Regions from separate parts of the Mus musculus genome. Here regions 2 and 3 are each linked to region 1. The links are chromatin contacts, called in public promoter capture Hi-C maps. All regions are on one chromosome and are shown on one strand. The core of a region is the stretch at or near the end of the contact, and the rest is flanking DNA. Distances in the headings are between cores, read along the strand shown. Region 1 holds the start of Gda (guanine deaminase). Region 2 has its middle 140 kb from the start of Trpm3. Region 3 has its middle 210 kb from the start of Trpm3.

The links. Promoter capture Hi-C pulls out the DNA fragments that hold promoters and counts their contacts.
Region 2: a contact with region 1 is called in a promoter capture Hi-C map of hippocampal neurons, with 4 times the contacts expected there. A contact is called at or near these places in 14 of 39 promoter capture datasets (the 3T3-L1 cell line, 3T3-L1-derived adipocytes, the HPC-7 cell line and 9 more), 1 of 484 Hi-C or Micro-C datasets (cerebral cortex), 2 of 130 datasets of targeted methods (the NIH/3T3 cell line and craniofacial prominence) and 4 of 9 other capture datasets (adipose tissue, embryonic stem cells, liver and 1 more).
Region 3: a contact with region 1 is called in a promoter capture Hi-C map of embryonic stem cells, with 8 times the contacts expected there. A contact is called at or near these places in 6 of 39 promoter capture datasets (the 3T3-L1 cell line, the HPC-7 cell line, embryonic stem cells and 2 more).

Annotation. Positions count from the first base shown.
Region 1 is chr19:21,470,475-21,474,395 of GRCm38.p6, reverse strand. Gda (guanine deaminase) reads left to right here and starts at 1,735. Exons shown (of 14, transcript NM_010266.2): 1 at 1,735-2,028. The coding sequence starts at 1,906.
Region 2 is chr19:22,302,514-22,306,434 of GRCm38.p6, reverse strand. It overlaps a transcript of Trpm3 not described here. Among named protein-coding and RNA genes, the nearest start is that of Trpm3, 140 kb to the left of the region's middle.
Region 3 is chr19:22,232,700-22,236,620 of GRCm38.p6, reverse strand. It overlaps a transcript of Trpm3 not described here and the pseudogene Gm22506. Among named protein-coding and RNA genes, the nearest start is that of Trpm3, 210 kb to the left of the region's middle.

The sequences.
Region 1 (3,921 bases), core at 486-2,985:
CTCACTCTCATCAGCAATTCTTAATCTATCATATCAGGAAGCTGAGGACAAAATGAGTATAAGAAATCAACCATCACCAGTCCAGCTGCAGTGAGAGTCACGTCAGCCAGTGCTGCCATAGTTCTTGTTCCCTGACCTTACAAGGTCCCTAGCTTAACTAATAAAAGTGTGCCTTTCTGAACTTCATATTGTCTTCTAAGGTTTTTTTGTTTTGTTTTTCCTTTTCTTTCCTTTTTCATCAGAGCCAGTAGTAAAAACACCTCAACCTAGCTTCACTAGCAACTTTATTTTTCCAAATATTTTCTAAGGGTGGTAGTCATTGCTGACAATCTACGTCTTTAAATTCTCACAATGTACTACCTGTAAACATACATAAAAATGTAAATGCAACTTAAGTCCATTTGGTATTGTTCATAAGGATATGTTTATAGATGTGACCATTCGGTACTAGATATCTAATTACAGGGCTCATCCCTGACAAAGACTGACTCGCCTTCTCAGCCCTCATTAATTGCCTGTAGCACTTCATCTGGAGAGGTCTTGTGGGATTTCCCGATACCAAGCTTGATTGTCAGCTAATGTTAGTGCTCAGGTGTAGCCTCGTGTAGGCTACTATGTTATTGAGATCACATGGTGCAGTTTTCCTGCATATAGAAGACACAATCTGGAGGGAATTTAGTAGGAAGAGTGGGGGTAGTGAGTAAATATGATCAAAATACATTGTAAAAAATGATCAAAGGAATAAAATATTAACATTAAAAAGAAATGGTAATAAACATATGGGAGAAAATGACACTCTTAAGGATGGATATGACCAGTGAAGGAAAAGGATGGATTCCTGGGACGGGAACTTCTGGATAGGGGGAAGTTAGCTCTTGGGCAGGGGCAGTTACTGCATGGAGTTACAACTTAAGGCAAAGCAATGAAGAGAGGCTGCCCCATTTAGATTCAGAGCAAGCCCATTGCTGTGGGGAGCAGCAGAGGAAACCTGGGATCCACACTTTGAAGGTAACCAGAAAGTCCTGCCTGCAGGACCTAACTCGAGGAGCTGGAGGCTGTTGTGGGGGGAGGGAACCTGGACAGGTTTTGTAGTGACTTGGCCCAGGTTCTGATTTCATGAAAGGAATGGAAGACCTCAGACTGTTTGGTAGCTTGCAGGTGGTCTTTAGATTTCTACCCTTGTACTTCAGCTGCTGGGAACTTCATTTTCTCCTCTTTTACAACTGAATAAATAAAATTAGTTTCCTCAGACACAAGACAAGTTAGTCGTGGTATTGTATGTGGATGGGCAAAAGGACTAAAATATTGACCTCGGTGGAAGAGAGGGACTTTGAGATCTAGATTAACCCTTGGTGCTGGAGATCCCTGTAAAGTTCCACATAAGTCAAGCTTCCAGAACCCCAGCAAACAATGAACACATAGTATGCATCCTTCAATCTCAGGAAAGGAAACTGGCCACAAGGTGTACAGCTCAAAGTGACCTTTCACCTGTCACCACGTTTATGCAAGTTCAGAATTCTGGTGCTCAAGTTGAGGGGATGAACGGTCCTAGGAGTATAGAAGGCTCAGAGAAGACAGTGTAGGTGCACAACGAAAGCAAGTCAGAGTGGCTTGATTTCGATAACTCAAGGAGTTAACACATCCAAAACCAACGCAGGGGTGGGGAGGAAAGCCACACCCCAAGGGAGCTGGAGCCAACTCAGAGGAGAAAAATCCTATTGGCATCCAGGAGGCAGGGAGCCAGCCCCTGGGCGCGGCCTGCAGGGGGCAGGCGATCGCCTGGGGAAGCGGGGGCAGAACGAGCCCCAAGAGCCAGCAGCTCCCGCTCCGCAGCCGCAGGAACCGCTCTGCGCCCGCCCGGTGCGCCCTCCTTGGCCAGTGAACTCGCGCTGCCCTGCTGCAGCCATGTGTGCGGCTCGGACGCCGCCGCTGGCGCTCGTCTTCCGAGGGACTTTCGTCCACTCCACCTGGACCTGCCCCATGGAGGTGCTTCGCGATCACCTCCTCGGCGTGAGCGACAGCGGCAAAGTGAGTGGGCACCGGGTCCCGCGCACCGCGGACAGGTGGAGGGACCCTGGCGAGGCACTGCGCGTTCAGGGTTCGCTCCTGTAGAGCGAGCACGGTGGCTCCAGAGTTGAACTTTAGCGTTTGGCTTCTAGAGAAGGCAGACTGACTGATCACTAGGTTTGTAACCTGGCTAGGGCGGAATGACATCCCAGAAGCCTGGAACAGTACTCGCACCGCACTGTAGGCATCCCTAGAAAAGGTGGTTGAATTTCTTGAGACAGAGCTGACCAGGGTGGCGTGGGGATCAGTTGATTAGTGTTGTCTGCTGAATTTATCAGGTAGAATAAGCAAAAACATCTGGTCTCATTCGCAGGCTCTTTCATCAAACAATGCATTAACACTACATGTTACACAAGTTTAATCTTGGAAGGGACAGAACTGGAAAATCTGTCTCTGTCTCTGTCTTCTCTGTCTCTCTGTCTCTCTCTCTCTCTCTCTCTCTCTCTCTCTCTCTCTCACACACACACACACACACACACACACAACACAGCCATTTGAATCAAAACAAACGGTTTCATTTTAAGGTTCAAAATGCCTTCTATGATTATAGCTTTTATACCCTCCCCCTACAATTAGATTTCCACAAGTGTCCTTTGATACCTGGCACTTCTTTGTCCACCCAGATGGTGACAGTGTACATTAGTAACATCCTGGCCAGTTTGATAAGTGAAGTCATTTCATTTTGGGGGCAGAATGGGATTTTTAATTGTTTCTCAAAGTATACCAGTCTGTGGTCTGCCAAGTTGAAGATGCTGTCATTGACCATGCTGAATTATGACTTAGATTTGGGAGTAACCAAACCTGATATTCTTAAAGATTTTTAAAAATGTGTGTGTGTGTGTACATACTCAAAGTAGCATGTGTGGTCAGAGAGCAACGTGTTCTCTTTGTTGGTTCTCTCCTTAATCCCCATGGATTCCAGGAACTGAATCCAGGTCCTCAGGCTTGGTGACAAGCACCTTGGTGACAAGTACTTTTTACATGCTGAGCCACCACACAGGCTCCCAATCTTGTTTTCTTGTGGGACTTGATTTTTTTTTTTTTTTGCTGTTGTTGTTGTTGGTACATTGGGAAGCAGGATGTTGCGTTTCCAAGGTGATAACATTCTCAGAGCTCACCTAACGGAGAGACTTCAGTAAACCTGGAGACCTGCATACATATCCACTCCACGCTTTGGGCTGTGATCCTCAGCTTCAGTGAACTAACTCCTCCCTGTGTAAGTCCCAGGAAACCGAATACAGAGCCTGAGAGGCTGGTGAGAGAGAGGAGATGCTAGTTTGGCCATAGAAGCTTTTCAGCTCATAGCTTTCTTTTTGGAATTAATCTCCTATTCCCTCAATTCTAATAAGTAATGGATGCAACAGTATATTTGGGGGGCATGATGGAAATAAGTAAGAAAAGGAAGTAAGTTATCATAAAATTAATCTTTCCTTGAGTTTATACTGAAGAATAAGTGTGTCCTGAACATGCAATTAGTGGTTGAGTCAGAGAGCCTACTCCTCTGGGAGCGTGCTGAGACTCTCGGTTTGCAGAGTGTGCCCTTCCCACATGAGACAAAATTAACCAGAAATTAGCCACAGAGGTTGGCTAGTCAAGATATACAGCTGAAACTCTCCTTTGTCATTGGATTGTTAGCTGTTGCTCTCCTTCTGAGTGTAAGACAGTAAGTTACCCCTTCCCTGGGCTTAGGGAGAGCATGATGGATGTATTTCAGTATTTGATTTCCCACATGTTAAATAGGGCATGCTTGACATTTAGGGTTGCTAAGATAAACTGGTTATTTTCGTATTTATCTAAACACTTTAAGGTCCTTGAAAACTAGTATATTCTGGAAGTGAGTCAGTGCATACTTGG
Region 2 (3,921 bases), core at 790-3,289, 830 kb before region 1:
TTACTAATAAAACCAGAAATGTCACGGTGAAATTCATGTGGGTCCTGAGGATGGAACTCAGGCTTGACAGCAAGGGCCTTCAGCACGGAGCCATCTTGCCAGCCTTTCTTCTTCTGATTCTTCTCCTTTTACCCGTAATTTCTTCATAAAACTTTCACTTATTTCCATCCATGTCTGTACTGTGGCAAAGTCTGTGCAACATATAATCAATTCCCCATCCCAGCAGTTTCAGCAGCTAAGCACACTTACTCTGCTGTTCTGAAGGTCTTCACTTTCACAAGACTGGAACTTTAAACCTATAATATAACTCCCCCTTCCTTCTCCCCAGCCCTTGAAGAGCATGGACTACCATAAGGGTAAAGAAACATGCATAAAAGTGTGTTATGATGATCTGTTAGTCAGACCCTGAGGACTCTCAATAGCAGACGGAGGAGTGGCTATAGCCTCAGACTTTAAGTCAAAACAAACAATACCGATCAAACCAAAATTAATGTATTTCTCTATAAAGACATTAATTCATGTTAGTAGCCCAACAGTTCTTATTCTTTATGCAGTTCTGTGGAAGTTTATCTATAAAGTCTGCCTTGTTGGTCTGAAAAAAGTATGTTTAGTTCAAGCGGTAGTTCAGGTCCAGTGATGGGGAGCCTGGTCCAGCCACCTCATGAATCCTCTCATCTCTCGAAGAACCGTTTCTATTACAAGTCATCACCACTCAGACTTCTGCTGAGTGGTGAGAGTTCTCCTCACACAGAAGACAGCACCAAGCAGACCAAGGATCCCGTCTAACGGATGATCTGCTGAGACACAGTGTGTCTTTACACCATCATTTAGAAGCTTGTCTACTAGAGAAACACCATGGTCTATGTAACACAGTTTTTATTTACACACACTTGTACATGCAGACACACACACACACACACACACACACACGGAGACACAGACACAGAGAGAGAGACAGAGACAGAGAGAGCTCCCACTGACCAATATCACTGAATTACGCCATTAATTCAGAAGAAAGTAGAAAATTGGTGATTTACTTTATTTCAAAAACTTAATTTCCAATGCCTTTCTGTCTATTAGCTATTTTGTACTTCAAGATTGAACTAACCTGTTTGCCCAATAGATGATGCAGTCTACCTTTTGTGTCTTCAGGCTTAGATTATAACACAAGTGTCTCTAATTATGAGTCTCATCTGTTTTGACCGTTAACACCCACATTTCTAAACGAAACTGAAGATGCTCTTCCTCAAATGCTGCACTCATGAAAGTGCTGGTTAATTTTGCTATTAAGAAATTGTGCATTAAAAGACTGACAAGATGGCTCAGAGGTTAAAGGCAACTGCAGCCAACCCTGAGGATTTGAGTTCAATCCTCAAGACCCACAGAGTGGAAGGACCAGATCTAAGTGCACCCAGAATTCACAGCCACATAGGTACATACATGTGCACACACAATAAATAATAAAATGCAGTAAGAACTTTTAAGTGTTCTATAGGTTAAACAGTGCACACAGCTAAGTAATACAAGAGAATATTCCCTCTGGGAAAAGATGCAAAAAACGGACAAACTTCTAATTAGGAAAAAATACTTGGAAATCACATGAACTTTGTATTTACATATAGTGCATATTAAAATTTTGTTCAAAATATTTTTCATTGTCAAAAATTGAAATTTTCAAATTTTTATTACTGTTTCCTTAATGCCAATTTATTTTAAATCAGTCATAAACAGAAGCAGATTTTCCAAGATTCATGAAGTGTAGGAGGTAGGAAGGAACTCAGTAACGGTTCCACACATCGTGTGCTGGTAAAATGGACGTAAATGGGTACTTTGCATTTTTTTGTTTAAAATACCAGCTTCCTCCTTTGTCAGTTCTGGGTAGACAAGATTCTTCTGCAAGAAAGCATTCCAGACTTGCATTCTTAGAACTAGCCACGAGAGGGCGCTAGAAGCATTACATAAAGATATGTTGCCTATTCCCCCCCCCCCCCCCCCCCCGCCCCCCGCCTTTTCTTTTCCTTTCTGTATACTCGGGAGTGAAGACAGTATTGCTCTCAGCTGAAAAGCTGCCACTGGGAGACGGGTGCAGAAGAAATGTCTTGTACTGCTCTGCGGTCGGCAATCCATTTACTTGGCAAACTCAAAAGTGAAGCAAGGCCCAGCTTGTCCCTGTTTAACAACGTCGAATGAAAGGCCATTTCATCTCAGGGCTGTTAAGTCCAAATCGAATAATACCTAAGCTGCTTGGGCCAAGCCATCTCAAGTGCTCCGGCACCAGGCAGGGCTTTCTTCGTTGATGCTAAGCACCAATTCCCCCGGTTCTCTCCCCAGCATAGAACTTGATCCTGCTGAGTCCCCTGGCCCACCTTCCCAGCTGGAGTTTCCAAATCAAGATTCAGTGAGAACTCTCACCAGGCTGGCTTGACAATCACTCTGCAGGTGCAAATTAACCCATTCGCTTCATGAATTTCAGACAGTGCCTTACATGTTTGCAAAAGGAAAATAATGCCACGGCAAAAAATTACACAGTCTAACTGTGACTTTTCTCTAAATCCTATTTCTGCTAATGTAACAGTCACACCAGAGATCTACCCCTAGGTATCTACGACCAACCAGATCAAGGGCCAAACACCTATTCCTGAGTACGTCTGACGATGTGGCAGATGCTAATGCACTTCCATTGGCCTGTGATGGACGGAGGAGAGGTCTGGGAGCCGCTGCAACTGTGTAAGGTGTCACTAGACTGTCTGAGGGTACCATTTTTTTTTATAGTTTTCTAATCAACTTGTTGCTAGTAAGCAATAGTAATTCACATTAAGCAAACAGAGGGAGGGCGTGTAATTTATTCAAAGCTCCTGCAATCTGTTTGTTGCAAGCAGCCAGGATCTTGCTGTGATCTGCCCTTCATGTGCAAAGCTCACTTTGCACAGTCCATCTCCCTTCCTTAGGGGAAATCTCTGCACAGAGCCTCCAGACTATTAGCACACATTTTCTTCCCTACATCCCTAGCTGACAGAGCTTACTTGACTAAGAAAGCTGTATTTTTCGAAGATAAGCCCAAGCAGGAGCCACAACCTTCAGAGGGGAGAGCAGAGATGCAACAGAGCCCTGTGTGATGAATTCCACCCAGTGCCTCCTGGAGGGGGCTTACTGAGAGCAGGCAGTAGATCATCCGTTCACTGCCCGCTTCTCACACTTGATCTAGTCCCGTTCTTCGCCCCCCACTGTGGATCACAGCTACACAGCCTGCTTCCTGCTTTCCAGATTGCCAACCTCTCTCCGCACGCACGACATCCCGGGGGTTGCTCTTACCACACCCACAGGTTTTCCTATGTTTAATTCAAAACTCAAATGTCACGTCTTTCAGCTTCCCCAGACACCACTTCCAGTCCTTGTGCCTGTACTCAATCTCTCTCTCCATCCTTCTCTAGGGCGAGGCAGATTTCTTAACCTGGGGCTCTTCTGTCCTGCCCTAATGTGCACCCAGAGCCCAGAAACCTTTCTTTTTCGAGCAGTCTTTTATTAGGTGCTTGGTAAAGAACTGATTTGCGACTTGCTGAATGAGATTATTCTTAAAAACTTACTTACAACAAAACAAAACACCAAAAAACAAAACAAAACAACAAAAAAAAAAAAAAAAAAAAAAAAAAAACCAACGGGCGTAGTGGCGCACACCTTTAATCCCAGCACTCGGGAGGCAGAGGCAGGAGGATTTCTGAGTTCGAGGCCAGCCTGGTCTACAAAGGTGAGTTCCAGGATAGCCAGGGCTATACAGAGAAACCCTGTCTTGAAAAACCGAAAAACCAAACCAAACCAAACCAAAACAACAACAACAACAAAAAAAAAAAAAAAAAAAAAAAAAAAAACCCAAAAAACCCAAACCTTACTTACATTAAATAATTAGCATATGGAAACCACAAT
Region 3 (3,921 bases), core at 606-3,105, 760 kb before region 1:
GGAATGGATACAGAAAATGTGGTACATCTACACAATGGAGTACTACTCAGCTATTAAAAAGAATGAATTTATGAAATTCCTAGGCAAATGGATGGACCTGGAGGGCATCATCCTGAGTGAGGTAACACATTCAAAAAGGAACTCACACAATATGTACTCACTGATAAGTGGATATTAGCCCAAAACCTAGGATACCCAAGATATAAGATACAATTTCCTAAACACATGAAACTCAAGAAAAATGAAGACTGAAGTGTGGACACTATGCCCCTCCTTAGAAGTGGGAACAAAACACCCATGGAAGGAGTTACAGAGACAAAGTTTGGAGCTGAGATGAAAGGATGGACCATGTAGAGACTGCCATATCCAGGGATCCACCCCATAATCAGCATCCAAACGCTGACACCATTGCATACACTAGCAAGATTTTATCGAAAGGACCCAGATGTAGCTGTCTCTTGTGAGACTATGCCGGGGCCTAGCAAACACAGAAGTGGATGCTCACAGTCAGCTAATGGATGGATCACAGGGCTCCCAATGGAGGAGCTAGAGAAAGTACCCAAGGAGCTAAAGGGATCTGCAACCCTATAGGTGGAACAACATTATGAACTAACCAGTACCCCGGAGCTCTTGACTCTAGCTGCATATGTATCAAAAGATGGCCTAGTCGGCCATCACTGGAAAGAGAGGCCCATTGGACACGCAAACTTTATATGCCCCAGTACAGGGGAACGCCAGGGCCAAAAAGGGGGAGTGGGTGGGTAGGGGAGTGGGGGTGCGTGGGTATGGGGGACTTTTGGTATAGCATTGGAAATGTAAATGAGCTAAATACCTAATAAAAAATGGGAAAAAAAAACAGTACTATTTACCACTTACAAGGAATAAGCTCTTATCACATAAAGCAAGAGTGAACCTCCCAAATACCAAGTGGCATAATTAAAATCTGTTCATTTAATTACTGTGCATGTAATTAAATGTGCATTTAAGAAAACAAAACCGCTCAGTGCCACATATGAGTCTGTAGGTGGCAGAAAGGAGAGGGGCTCTGTCCCCTCAATGTTCTGACCTACGAACACCTGAATGATTAGTAGCCTAATAGTCCCTGAAAAACAAAACAAAACAAAACAAAACAAAACAAAACAAAACAAAACACCAAGCTGGAGCTGATGACCAGTCTGGTTCCAGGGGGCTCAGACAGGGAGGTGGCCTGAGATGACCACCAGTTGGGTGACATGCAGGCTCAATGGGAGGGGCAGATCATGGCTGAGATGACCCTTCCTAGGGACATAATGTACAAGCAGGACATAGAATATGTGCACTATGAAGAGAGGCAGAAGTTGAGACCCGTGGGTAGTGAGGAACTGCCTGATGTGAGTAGCTGGTGATGCCACCTGGGACCATGGTGGGGTCTTGGCCTAAGCTGCCATCAGGGTCCAGGTCTGGATCCATGGCCCTGCAGCAGCAGGAGTCTTTTACCACCAAAGGGCTGTGGAGAACTTACCCTACCTCTCACCTGGGCATCGTGAGAGAACTGGGCCTGCAGGCATGAGAGCTGGAGAAGCTGACTCCCCCACTAGCCAGCTGTAGTACTTGGAGAGCAAGCTCTCACATGTTACTCCTGAGGGGAGAAGCATGGGAGATCTGGCCCTCTTTTCCCCTCACCCTTTTCATCAGCACCTGTGGAAGGCAGGAGACCTGGCCCTGTGGTCATGATGACAGGAGAGCTGCTCCCTGCTCCTCGCCAGCTGCAACACTCCAGGGAGCAGGCCTTGAACCTCTCCTGAATAGCACAGTAGAGCTGAGCCTGGTGGACTGGGGCACAAGTGAGCCATCGGAGCCATCGCTGAGGGTGTGAGTATGGGTAGGCCAGCCCTGCCTTTTGTCTGCTGGGAAGTGATTTGAACAAGGGAGAGATGCCTTTATCTACCCCCCCCCCACTTGTCCCTTGACATCTATGGCAAGCAAGAAAGCTGGCTCTAGGGTCATGAGAATGGAAGAACTGGCCATGTTCCTCACCAGCTGCAACAATAGGGAGAACAAGTGCTGCACTTCACCTGGACAGCAGGATAGAGTTGGCCCTGATTGCAGGGATTGCTGGTGAGCTAGCCCTGAGGGCTGTAGAGCAAGGGAGCCAGCATTCTGACATTCTGACCTTTCTGACATTCTGACCAGCTCAGACCTCTCACAGCCAGATCCAGGGCTTTGAACTGGCCAACCCAACATCTATGAATTGCTAGAATGCATAAAGGGGCTGATCCTACAGATGCAAAGCTACAGGATCTTCATGATAAAGGGTAACAACAGGATGTCTGAGAGGAGTCTCAGTGAGGTTCCAGGATCAAGAGAGTAGGAGAAGTCAGAGACCTTGTACCAGACCAAGAAGTCATTACAATGAATATTTTCAAGCAAAGTAGTTTGAACAACCATATACTGTGGGACACACTGTGACACATTATAGCTTCAACAATGAGATTTTTTCTCTGTTGGTGGGGAGGTTGCAAGGATAGAGGGTGAGGAGGAAGGGACGGGGACATGAGTGGGATTGGGATGCATGGTGTGAAATTCTTAAAGAGCCGTAAAAGTTAAGAAACCAAAACAGTACAATTTTGGGTCTTCCTATTAGGTCCAATTTTATTTTAGATAGATGTATAGACCTATAGATAGATAACATTTTGTATCTGTGTATCTCCTGATCTATAAGCCTTCAGCAATAACTAAACAAGTGCTTAATAACGGTTTGGTTTCCCCACATATTCAGGAGTATATTTTAAGAATGTAAATAGAATGGACAAATATAAGGTTTGACATGAGAGCTAATTAATCTCTACTAGCTTCACAGTAAATCCAACACTATGTATAAACAAGAAGCTCAAACTCTTCAAATAATTCAATGCTAATATTGGTTGTTAAAGACTAAAAAACATATTACTAGGTAAAACATACTAAGAAGTGTCTTCATGAAGCACATCAATGACCATCATAGTGTGAGAACTCGATGGGTGCAGTAGTGTCACACAAACTATGGCAGCAACCAACCAGGAAGAAGGAGGATGACAGTGGAAGAAAGAGAAGGAGGAAGAAAGAGAAAGAAAGAAAGGATGGATGGATGGATGGATGGATGGATGGATGGATGGATGAAAGACTATTGAAGGATATTTGATCACATTATGAACCCCAGGATTGTGTTATTTCCTGAAAAATATCTATTTCTAGTTGTGGTGTGGCTCAATGCTTAGCACACACCTTTAGTCCCTCTGGCTGGACTTAGTACACACCTTTAATACCAAACAACCAAGGTAAAGTTAGTTTATAGAAGGAAGCAACTATGTTTGAAAGTGATGTCTAATTGAGTGGCAGACAAAGTGATGAATGAGATAAAGATTTGCCAGAATAGGATATGCCCAACTCTCAGGAGAAGAGAGAGGAAAGGGGAGCTACTTAACAAAGCAGTTCAGGCAGAGAGAAAAAGGAGAGGAAGTAGCTTTACCAAGACAGTTTTACAGGGACAGGTTGCAGAGAGGGAACAAGCTAGATACAGGTGAAGACAGAATGAGCCAGAGCACGAGGAGCCAGAAGGTTAGAACGGATTGCCAAAGTTAGTGTGAGAACAACCAGAGCAATTGGGAAACTGAGAGAAGCTAGATTGACTCTTTCAGCTTGGAGAGGGGTTTGAGCCCCAACAGCTGAGTTGCACCAGCCAACCAGAATTCAGAAAAACTAGAAAGGGTGAGCTTATTCAGCAGCAAGTATCACAGGCTAAAAATATTCTAGGCCTAGATTAGATTGTATGGAAGCTAGAAGCTTTCAGGACTAGGGCTGGTTAACAGATGGAGGTAGCAAACCCTGGAAAAAAAACAATTAGTAGGTAAATAAAAGTTACTTTTATAAGAAATGAAGAGAAAGTAAGGAAACAGACAGACA